Linked DNA regions of Anas platyrhynchos: all the other regions are linked to region 3. Evidence: chromatin contacts called from public Hi-C data. All regions are on one chromosome and are shown on one strand. The core of a region is the stretch at or near the end of the contact, and the rest is flanking DNA. Distances in the headings are between cores, read along the strand shown.

Region 1 (3,088 bases), core at 67-2,566, 140 kb after region 3:
TCCTGTACAGAGACCTACATAAGGTTACTTCAAGTTATCAGCACTGTTTTTAACAAGTTACATTTCATTTGACTACACTATACAACACCGAATTCTGTACACTGTAAAAATCAGTTTATTTCATCCCGTTTGGACTCCTGGACACTCAAACATCCCTCCTTGTCTATGTCCAAGTGTTTATGCCAGAAGCAATAGCATGGAATCACAAAAACGTTTGAGATATGAGCAGGATACTGAAAAGGCAGCAGAGATGTAACTGTTCCCCAAAACTGCACTGAGAACCTCCTTGATCAACCGAGTGCTGCTACAGCTACAGCCTGCACGTGCGCTCCGAGCCAAGCGGACCGACAGCCCGTGCTGGAGGCAGCAAGCCACCGGGAACCCAGGTGTGTCGGGAACAAACACGGTGCCTCCCAGCTCTGGGTATCACACGCATACGATGCGAAGCGGCTCCCAGCTGCGCGCAGGGAGCGATCTGGATCTCGCTTCCCTAAAGACGCCTCAGGGAGACAAGCAACAGCAGGGAGCAGAAGCGCTCCGAGGCCCTCGGCCGCCGGGACCGCCTCCGGGCGCCGGCCCCACGCGAGGCTCCGTCCCCGGGGCCAGGCGCGGAGCCGCCGTGGCCGCCCCCCGCCCCGCAGAGCCCCGCCGGGAGCGGCCCCGCGCCGCTTCCTGAGGCCGCCGGGGCCGGGCTCCGCCGCCGGCCCCTCCCCGGCCGCGCACCTCCCGCCGCAGCCCCCGCCGGGCCCCGGCCCCGCCGCTCCCCCGGGCCCGTTCGGCGCCTCTCTCCCGGGCCCCGCGGCCCCGGCGCCGCCGCAAGGTCACTCGGCCGCCCCCAACGGCCGGGCCCCGCGGCGCCGGCGCTCGGCGCGCTCCTACTCACCTGGGCCGCGGGCGGAGGCGAGGGGAGAGGAGAGGACAGGGAGCGGGGGCGGGGGCGGCGGGGGCGCGGCCCGGGCCCCCCGGCCCCGGCCAGGCGGCAGCGGCGCCCGCTCGGCGCCCCCGGCCCGGCCCGGCCCGGCCCGGCCCTTTGTGCGCGGGGCCGCGTGCCAGCCGCGCCGCGCCCGGCCTCCCTCCCCTCGCCTCGCCTCGCCACGCCGCGGGCCCGCAGCGCAGCGCAACGCGGGGCGGGCGGGAGGCGCGGGCCCGGCCCGCCCGGGCGCCGCCGCGCTCTTACCGAGGGCTCTGCACGGGACAAAGGCGGAGAGCGGAGCCAAACCGCCCCCGGGCCCCGCTGCGCGCCGAGCCCAGCGCCACCGACCGCGCAGCGCCACAAAATGGCCGCCTCGCTGCGGCGCCGCCACCCGCCGCCGGAGGGGGCGGGCTCGGGCCGGGCCCCTCCCGCTCGCTGCCGGGCCGCGGGGGCGCGCAGCGCGCTCTCTGCGCGGCCCCGCGGGTCCCGGTCCCGGTCCCGGTCCCCAAGGAACGGCGGCGGCGGCGCCTCGCGGCCGGGGCTCTGTGGGTGAGGGGTGGGAGGACGGCCCCGGTCCTGCCGGCGAGCGGCCTCCCGACAGGCGCTGCCCCCAGGCTGGGGCGCGGCAAGAGGTTTGTGTGTCCACCAGGGCTCTGAAAAAGGGTGAAATAAACCCAAAAAACACCAAACACCGCGTGCCCGCTGCCCGGAGGGGCTGTGTCTGTCTCCTCTGCGGCCCCCAGGCAGCTCCCCCTGCTCCGGGCCCCGTGCTGCCGGCCCCTGGATGGAGCCGTTCAGCCTCCTGAAAATCAAAACGCTTCTCAGTTTTATGGTAACTTAAAGCCAAGAGCATGCTGGTGCAGAACAGCAAAAATCTCTGCAGATTGAAGTTCTTAACTTCAAATATTGCAGGATTTGTTGCTGTAGGTGATAAACCCTCCTGGTTCAGGGGGTTTGCCTGAGACAATCCAGCATTTTCTGCCCAGAGGCCACAGACATCGCCTGCCAGGTTTGAGGGTCGAAAGGGGAGCTGTTGGGGCCAAGGTGCCTGCAGGGCTCATGCTGCAGGTAGTGCCAGTTTCACTTATAATCACTTCAATTTCAAATGATCATTTCATTGAGAAAAGCTGAAACAATTTTCAGTCACTAAGGAGTTGCTTTTTTTTTTTTTTTTCCCCCAGTTTGCAGGGTACTCGTATACCCCACGTGTGTCAGCAGCGTGTACAGCTGCATGCAACAAGGTGAGTGGGCAACCCATAGCTCCAGGTCTAAGCACTTTTCTCTCATCTTCGTCCTGCCAAATAACCACAGAAACTGCTGGCGCTGCACAAATCCAATGACATCAGCCTCACCCCAGTGACATGAACAGCACCGGACCCAACAAGCACAAAGGCTGGTGCAAAGCACCTTCTGTGTTAATGTTTCTCTGATGTTCTTGTATGTTAATGTTTCTTACAGCTTGTGAGCAGTGTACTGTGAATTTGTGGAAGCAGGATGACTTGCTAAAAATGCCATCACAGGAGAAAAAAAAATGTGGCAGAAAATGTAGTTATCAGCTTGGACTATTTTTAACCTGGGAATCTCACATGTGGTTTTAACATTGCAGGTTTCTAGAGGCAAGAAAAAAAGATTGCAGAATGAATTAAAATAAAAAGCAGCTAAACAAAACCACTCCCAAGTTTTGAGGAAAATAATTTCCTTTTTTTGTCTTTATACTTTCACTAAAATGTAATTGTAGTGTTTATGGTTTGGTTTCATTTTGTTTTGAGAGCACTATATTTTATTAAAGTTTTGACCACTTAAAAAGCACTGAGCCTTAGAACATCTGTCATGAGAAAGCAGGTGTCAGAAACCATTTCCTTCTCCACAGAAATGGGTCTTTCTAAATCCCATTGTTTATGAGTTGGGAGAAATAATGTCTTATTCTCCCTTTATCTCCCTCCTGCCCCCTTCTTTCCCACAAGAGCAAACTACTTCTGGCAATCTATGGAAGTGTACGTGTATATACCAATTTGTGATGTCTTTTTCCTTGTGGGTAGTCCAAGACTTCAGATTCAGTGTCTGATGTCAGTGTTCTTGGTTGACATTTATTGTAAAACCTCAGATGTTAGATATCCAGCCTGTCTCCACAGTCTGCAGAGCAACGGCCTTTCCTGGAGAACACAGCCTCCCCCT
Region 2 (3,083 bases), core at 130-2,629, 200 kb after region 3:
AAAAAATGCACCAGGCCAGCACACTTGGATTTCCCTCCAGCTTATGTGCTTCCAGTTAAGGCCGGGACATCTGTTTCAGCTAAGCAAACCTGTTGTGAATACTGAAGGCATGTGAACTATCCAACCAAAAACCTGGCTTCAAAATCTGCATTCCTATAATCCGCTGCGATCTCAGCATCGCTCCACGTAGCCTTGATCCAACCGATAGGAAAGAGCTACCTCATCAAACTGGTAAAAAAAAACAAACTCGAAAAGCACCAAAAGGACAGCGAGAAAAGGCTGCTCAGGAAAGGAAAATGCAGCACAAGAAACCCGGTGCCCTTCTGTGCCGGCTGGTGCAAGGATGCTCCCAAATCTGCGCAGCTTTGTCAGGTTTATGCCCCAAAGCGAGCAGCCTGCAACCTTGCTGCCCTTCGCTGTCACCAGCGTGCAGACACAGCAGCAGTGAGGAGTTGCCGCTGCTGCTGGCGAGCACAGGGCTTGGCGCCGCGCTTATCGCTTTGCTCTGGATAAATTCTGCCGTCCTGCTTCCCCTCTCTCCCAGGGACGCGCACTTCCTTCCCCAGATGCTCTTTCTTGCGGACTAACTCCAGCCGCATTCCACTTGAGGGGGGCAGGAAAGAGGCAGAAAAAGCTTCAAAACTCCCGAGAAACACAAATCCTCCCAAACACCTCGCACCGTCACCAGGCCACCGGGCAGGAGGCCAGCACAGCTCTCCCCCCAGACAAAGGGAACGCGAGGAGCCAGCCGAGCGCCGGTGCCCCGGGGGAGAGCCGAGCTCCCAGGAAGGTGAAACCGCTCCGAGCTTTTCAGCTAGGAAGACGAAAAATTTCGGCAGATCGGTGCAAAAAGCAACCGGCACCAGCTGCTGGGGAAGGCAGCGCGCGTGCCCAGCCCCACACCGTCCTCCCCAAAGGAGCCGGACTTCAGGCGGGGGCTGGCACCGAGCGGGGCCGCCGGCTCGGCAGCTCCCGGCCTCCAGGTGCTGCCCCGGCCGGGAGCTCTCCGCCGAGCCAAGCCGCGGTCGGTCCTCAAGAGCCACGGAACGCGCCCGGAGCCGGCGGCCGGGCCCGAGCCGTGATCCCGGGGCCCGCCCGTCTCCCGGCGGGATCCCGGTGCCCGGCGCCGCCCGGCCTCGCCCGCTGCTGCTCCCGGCTCCCGGCCGGGGTCCCTCGCGGCCCCGTCCCTCAACAGGTGGAGCCGCCGCCGCCGCACTCACCTCTCCGCCATGGCCCCCGCGGCCGCGCCAGCACCGCCCGGCTCTGCCCGCACGGGGCAGGGCGTGAAACCCGAGCCCGCGCCCCGCCCCGCCCGGACCCCCGGCCGCTCCCCGGGTCCCTCTGCTGGGGGCTGCGGGACCCAACCGGGCCGGGCCGGGGTGCGGCGGGGCGGTGCGGGGCCCGCGGGCCGAGGGGAGCCCCTGGCGGCGGCTCAGGGCGCTCCGCGGCCCGGCCCGGCTCGGCTCGGCCCCTGGGTGCCCGGGCCGAGGGTTTGGGGAGCCGGCTGGTGCCAGTGAGCTACGGGACCCGCCGCCCCCGGTTGTGCTTCAAAACGAAGCTCCGCAGTTAACCCGAGTCGCCTTTTCCACTAGGGGACAGGAATCTCCTGTGGGAAACGGCTGAAGTGTGCAGGGCTGAGGCACGCGTTGGCCCCAGAGGGAAATTCTGCTCCCCTGAGCACCGTCCAGCACAGGCGGCGTGAGGATGGGGAGCTCGGGAGCGCAGCCATGCTGCCTCGGTGGCCTTTGTGGTGGCAGGATGCATGTGAGGATTTAACTCCAAGTGTTTCTTTAAACAAACACATTGGTGGGAACAACTAAAGGTGTCTGAAGTCAGGATAAAGCAGCTCAAATGCTTACATCCGTTAAGATGAGGACTTTCTGTGTCTATCAGTGTCCTGAGCACAGTGTGGTCTGGATGAGGCTGTGCAGAAACACCAGGCATGTCCCCACACTGGGAAGAGGCAGAGCCCAAAAAATACCCCCAAAAGCCTTCGACGTGAGTACTCCGAAGAAATGAACCGTGCACTGAAGGACAGCCCTGCTCAGTCAGCTCAGCCTTCTGTCAGCCACCCATTCGGACAACGTCACCTGGCACAGTGACACAGCAGAGCCCACATCACAGGGGCTGCTGCAGTGCTCCCAATGCATTTTGGACAGGGTCTTGTTCTTACAACCAAGGGGAAACCCTCCTCAGGGGGTTTGTGAGGGAACTTCAGGCCCCTCTCACTGTGGGTGTGAGACTTGGCAGATACCAGGTGGATTTTGTCACTAGCAACGTGAGTTTTGGGCTCTGTCACACAGCATGGCAAATTTCTGATACAGCCAGAAATGTGTCCGCGCAGCTTGTTAATCACGGCAGACCCCAGGCAAGTCAGCCGGCGGAGGCTCCACACAGAGGGATCCAGCCCTTGCAGTGCTCTCTCACAGACGCCGTTTTGGCACTGCTGAATAACTTTGGAGTAACTTAATCCAAAGACACTCATGTGAAGTCCCCCTGTACTTGTAAATAACAAATAGAGAGACAGTGAGATCATGGCCGCGGTGCTTATGGGCTGGACACATATCAGGGATGGGAGAGTGGGGCCCCGCAGCAGCAAAGCCCCCAGCAGGGTGCAGTGAGGAGGTGGCTGGTGGCAGCACAGGGCAGGGGATGGGGAGAGGCTGAGTGCTGCAGGCGGTAAAACTTGAGGATCAGGGTATACACAGGCAGAGGAGAAAAACAGGAGTTAAAGTAGGTCTGCACTGGAAATGGAAGTTTGCTGGTGTAGCTCTAAAATGTGGTTAAACTGGCAGCGTTCCTTGCGGAGATGCAGATGCTCTACGCCTTTGCCAATAAAGGCTGTACCTGTCCTCTGAGGAACACAGCAAATCTGTGAAAATGCTTACAGCAGCCTGACGGCCTCTGTTCAAGGGCTGTTGTAGATTTAGACTCAGTGTGTAAAAATGTTAACACTCTGTTTGACTTTGCTGTGCTGGCAAGAGCCCTTAGGCAGACTGCAAATAGCAGCTGGGGACATGGGAGGTCACAAGAGCCTTTTCAGGGACCCTGGAAAGAAGTGACCCAATGAAGTGCACAGGGGG
Region 3 (2,848 bases), core at 164-2,663:
AAAATGCAGGGTGGGAAAAATTAATGACTGTGACATGTGACATGAGAAATTGCTAGAAATAACTGATAAGTGTGAGAAGGTGATAAAGTAACAACAGGTAGTGCTATGAGGTGGCAGGATTTTGCAGGCAGTTCAGGGCAGTGATATAAGAATGGGCTGAGGCTAAAAGATAACAAGAAAGGGGTACTGGACACTGTAATGCTGGGTACAGCTGAGCGCCCCAGTGCCACGATCGCTCACAGCTCTTTCTTTTTCTACTGCGAATAAACACAGGAATTACTTACCTGCATATGGTCCCTGCTCTCTGCCTCCCCTCCCCCAAGGGCTATTCAGTAACAGCCTCCACGTAATTAAGAACGGAGCTAGAAGCAGGATGTAGGACCACTGGGTGGCACCAGAAACCAGAGCATGGATTAGGTTCGGGCAATACCTAGTTTTCAAACGTTTGGTGCAGGCCCATACTAAGGTTAAGGTGAGAGGAGCTGGGGATGCCTTGCTATCCTGGGATCCAAGTATTTTTACTTTAAGACATTCCCAAAGAGCCAGGAAAGCAGCAATAGTGAAAGCACTCTTTGCAGTTGCAAATAATAAGTTTTGTGCAAAACTTGCTCTGGTTTAGTTACATTCATAGCATCTGTGAAAGGAATACAGCACCAGGATTTGTCAATAGGTACAGGGCTGAATAACTGTGACCTCAGAGTGGGCTCCCTTGAACATTCACATTTACATGTTGCATGTGTTGGTTTACACTGGGCAGGTGGCACTGTGCTCCCCTAGAACAACGTACCTTGTACCAAGCGAGACATACTGCAGCTTGTTTCACTGCTGTGCCCAGGTGCGTGTCTAGCTGGGATTTCAGATGATGAGATCTTCAGTGGTGACTTGGCAGAAGACTGAGCTGGTAAAGGAAGTTTTCTTGTGTTCTAAGTTTTCAAAATATCACTGTGCAAGAGTGAAAGGAATAGAGATGAAGAGGCCACAAGGAAGAACTGAGCCTGGACTCATAGACCAGAGGGTGCAGAGAAAGCGCTGCACAAAGAGACTGGCTGATGAGAGTGGCTCAACATCTACAGAAGTGTCCAAGTCCATTTGTTACAAACACCGTGCAGCAAAATGCGTTTCAGTGAGACGGGAAACAGTCTCGGATGAAGGGCCACAACGACTGTTTTACATAGGCGCACTCCTCCAATGCAGCCAACAGGAAAAAGGGTTTGATAGTCAAGTCAGCTTGAAAGACGGTACTTGCCACACCGTCGCCCCATCAAACATCCAGCCTGAGGACCCAAGCGGCGCCTTTTATCGCTGTCTGTACAAACACAGTCTGCCAACCGCCGCTGCCCACAGCCCCTCAGCCGCGGGCGGGCGGGAGGCGGCGCCACACGGGCGGCTCGCGAGATGGCGCTGCCGCCATCTTTGTAGTCCCGAGCCCCGCCATGAGCCGTGCGCGTGTGCAGCCCCGCGGCGCGGCGCGCAGGCGCAAAGCGCCCCCCCCCCCCCCCGTCCATGCCGCGGCGGCCGGAGCTGCTGTGGTGCCGCCGTGCAGGTGAGCGCCGGGGCCGCCCGCGGGCCGGGGCTTCGCCCGCAGCGGAGCGGCGCCGAGCCCCGCGTTGTGGGCGGCTTCTGCGGTTGCCGAGCTCCGCGGCACCGAGGCGATGGGTGACAGGAGGTGGCGGGCAGCGGGCGGGCGGAGGGCGAGCGGCGGCTGTGCCCGCGGGAGGAGGAGGAGGAGGAAGGGGGGGGGGGGCTGAGTGCTGCTTCCCTGTGCCGGGGGCAGCACCGCTCCGTCACGGAGCTGTGAGGGAAATAATCCGGGCTTCGCTGGGGAGGAACCAAACCGGCTGCGAAAGGCGCCCTGGCTTCTCGTGGGGATGGCGCTGGGCGTTGGAGCGAGGCGCTGGGGGTGCCCCGGGCTGCCCCTTACCGCGCTCGGCGGCTTTTCTGTGAGGGTGCTCGTGTCTTGAAATTCTGGGGTCTTTGTTTCGTTTGGGCAACAAAACCGTTTTTTTCTTCAATTCTATAGGGTCTTGTCATTGTATGAATAGGGAAGGAATGGGCTGTAAAAGAAATAATCGTTAGCTGAAGTGCGTCATGGCTTCAGGTCGATGTCCGTTTATTTGATGTGTAATGTCAGTTGTGGGGAGCAATCCCAAACGTTGCAGTGAGGCCAGGTGCTTCCATCGGCATGGAAATCAGAGCTGCGAGTCCCATGCAGAAGGTGCCCGGGTTACAGAAGAAGCAGTGTCATGGGCGACCTGGAGGAGTGGGGTTTGCCGTCTGACCCCACAGCAGCACCGGGGGACGTTGCGGAGTCAGAGCCCGGTGTCTGAGCCAGTTCTTGGTTCGTTCCTCTCAGGTTTGGGGAGCCTGGAAGCAGTGTGGGATCCAGCTGTGGCACGGGGCTGTCACAGCATGCAGAGCATGGTCCCAGTTTGTAGCAGAAGTGGGACAACTTGGTCAGTTTGCTCCAGGGAATAGGAAAGGTCTGCTGAGTTCAGTGAGTTAAATCTGGGAAACCCAGAAGAGGTTTTGTGCTTGAGTGCCGAGATGATGGGTGTACAAGTGGAGGAGAATCAACTTCTCTTCCTTTGCCAGGCACATTCATGACTCTCCTGTGTTCAGATAGGATGATGGAGCTCCTCACTTTGGCTTTGCCTGTCCTTTTCTGTAGGAACAAGAGAGCAACAGTCTTCCAAACCCCTGTCCAACTATGCTTAGCCCTGACATAGAGATCCATGGCAAAAAGCTAATAGGTTATGTAAAATCTAAGCTGAGTTTAGTAACAGCTTGGAGCTTTCCTGTCAGATAAGTGAGCTGGACTAGGAAGCAGAACTTACCAGATGTGTGTCCC

Evidence for each region. Hi-C and Micro-C count contacts between places; a contact is called where the count stands out from the background.
Region 1: a contact with region 3 is called in a Hi-C map of subcutaneous adipose tissue, with 1.9 times the contacts expected there. The contact joins the promoter of PHF20 here to the promoter of NDRG3 in region 3. A contact is called at or near these places in 2 of 8 Hi-C or Micro-C datasets (small yellow follicle and subcutaneous adipose tissue).
Region 2: a contact with region 3 is called in a Hi-C map of subcutaneous adipose tissue, with 4 times the contacts expected there. The contact joins the promoter of LOC113841953 here to the promoter of NDRG3 in region 3. A contact is called at or near these places in 3 of 8 Hi-C or Micro-C datasets (liver, small yellow follicle and subcutaneous adipose tissue).

What each region holds. Positions count from the first base shown.
Region 1 is chr21:9,263,863-9,266,950 of IASCAAS_PekinDuck_T2T, reverse strand. It overlaps PHF20 (PHD finger protein 20), which reads right to left and starts at 1,316. Exons shown (of 21, transcript XM_072026703.1): 1 at 1,178-1,316.
Region 2 is chr21:9,207,763-9,210,845 of IASCAAS_PekinDuck_T2T, reverse strand. LOC113841953 (rho GTPase-activating protein 39) reads right to left here and starts at 1,379. Exons shown (of 10, transcript XM_072026284.1): 1 at 1,221-1,379. The coding sequence starts at 1,231.
Region 3 is chr21:9,406,422-9,409,269 of IASCAAS_PekinDuck_T2T, reverse strand. NDRG3 (NDRG family member 3) reads left to right here and starts at 1,413. Exons shown (of 16, transcript XM_027472971.3): 1 at 1,413-1,543.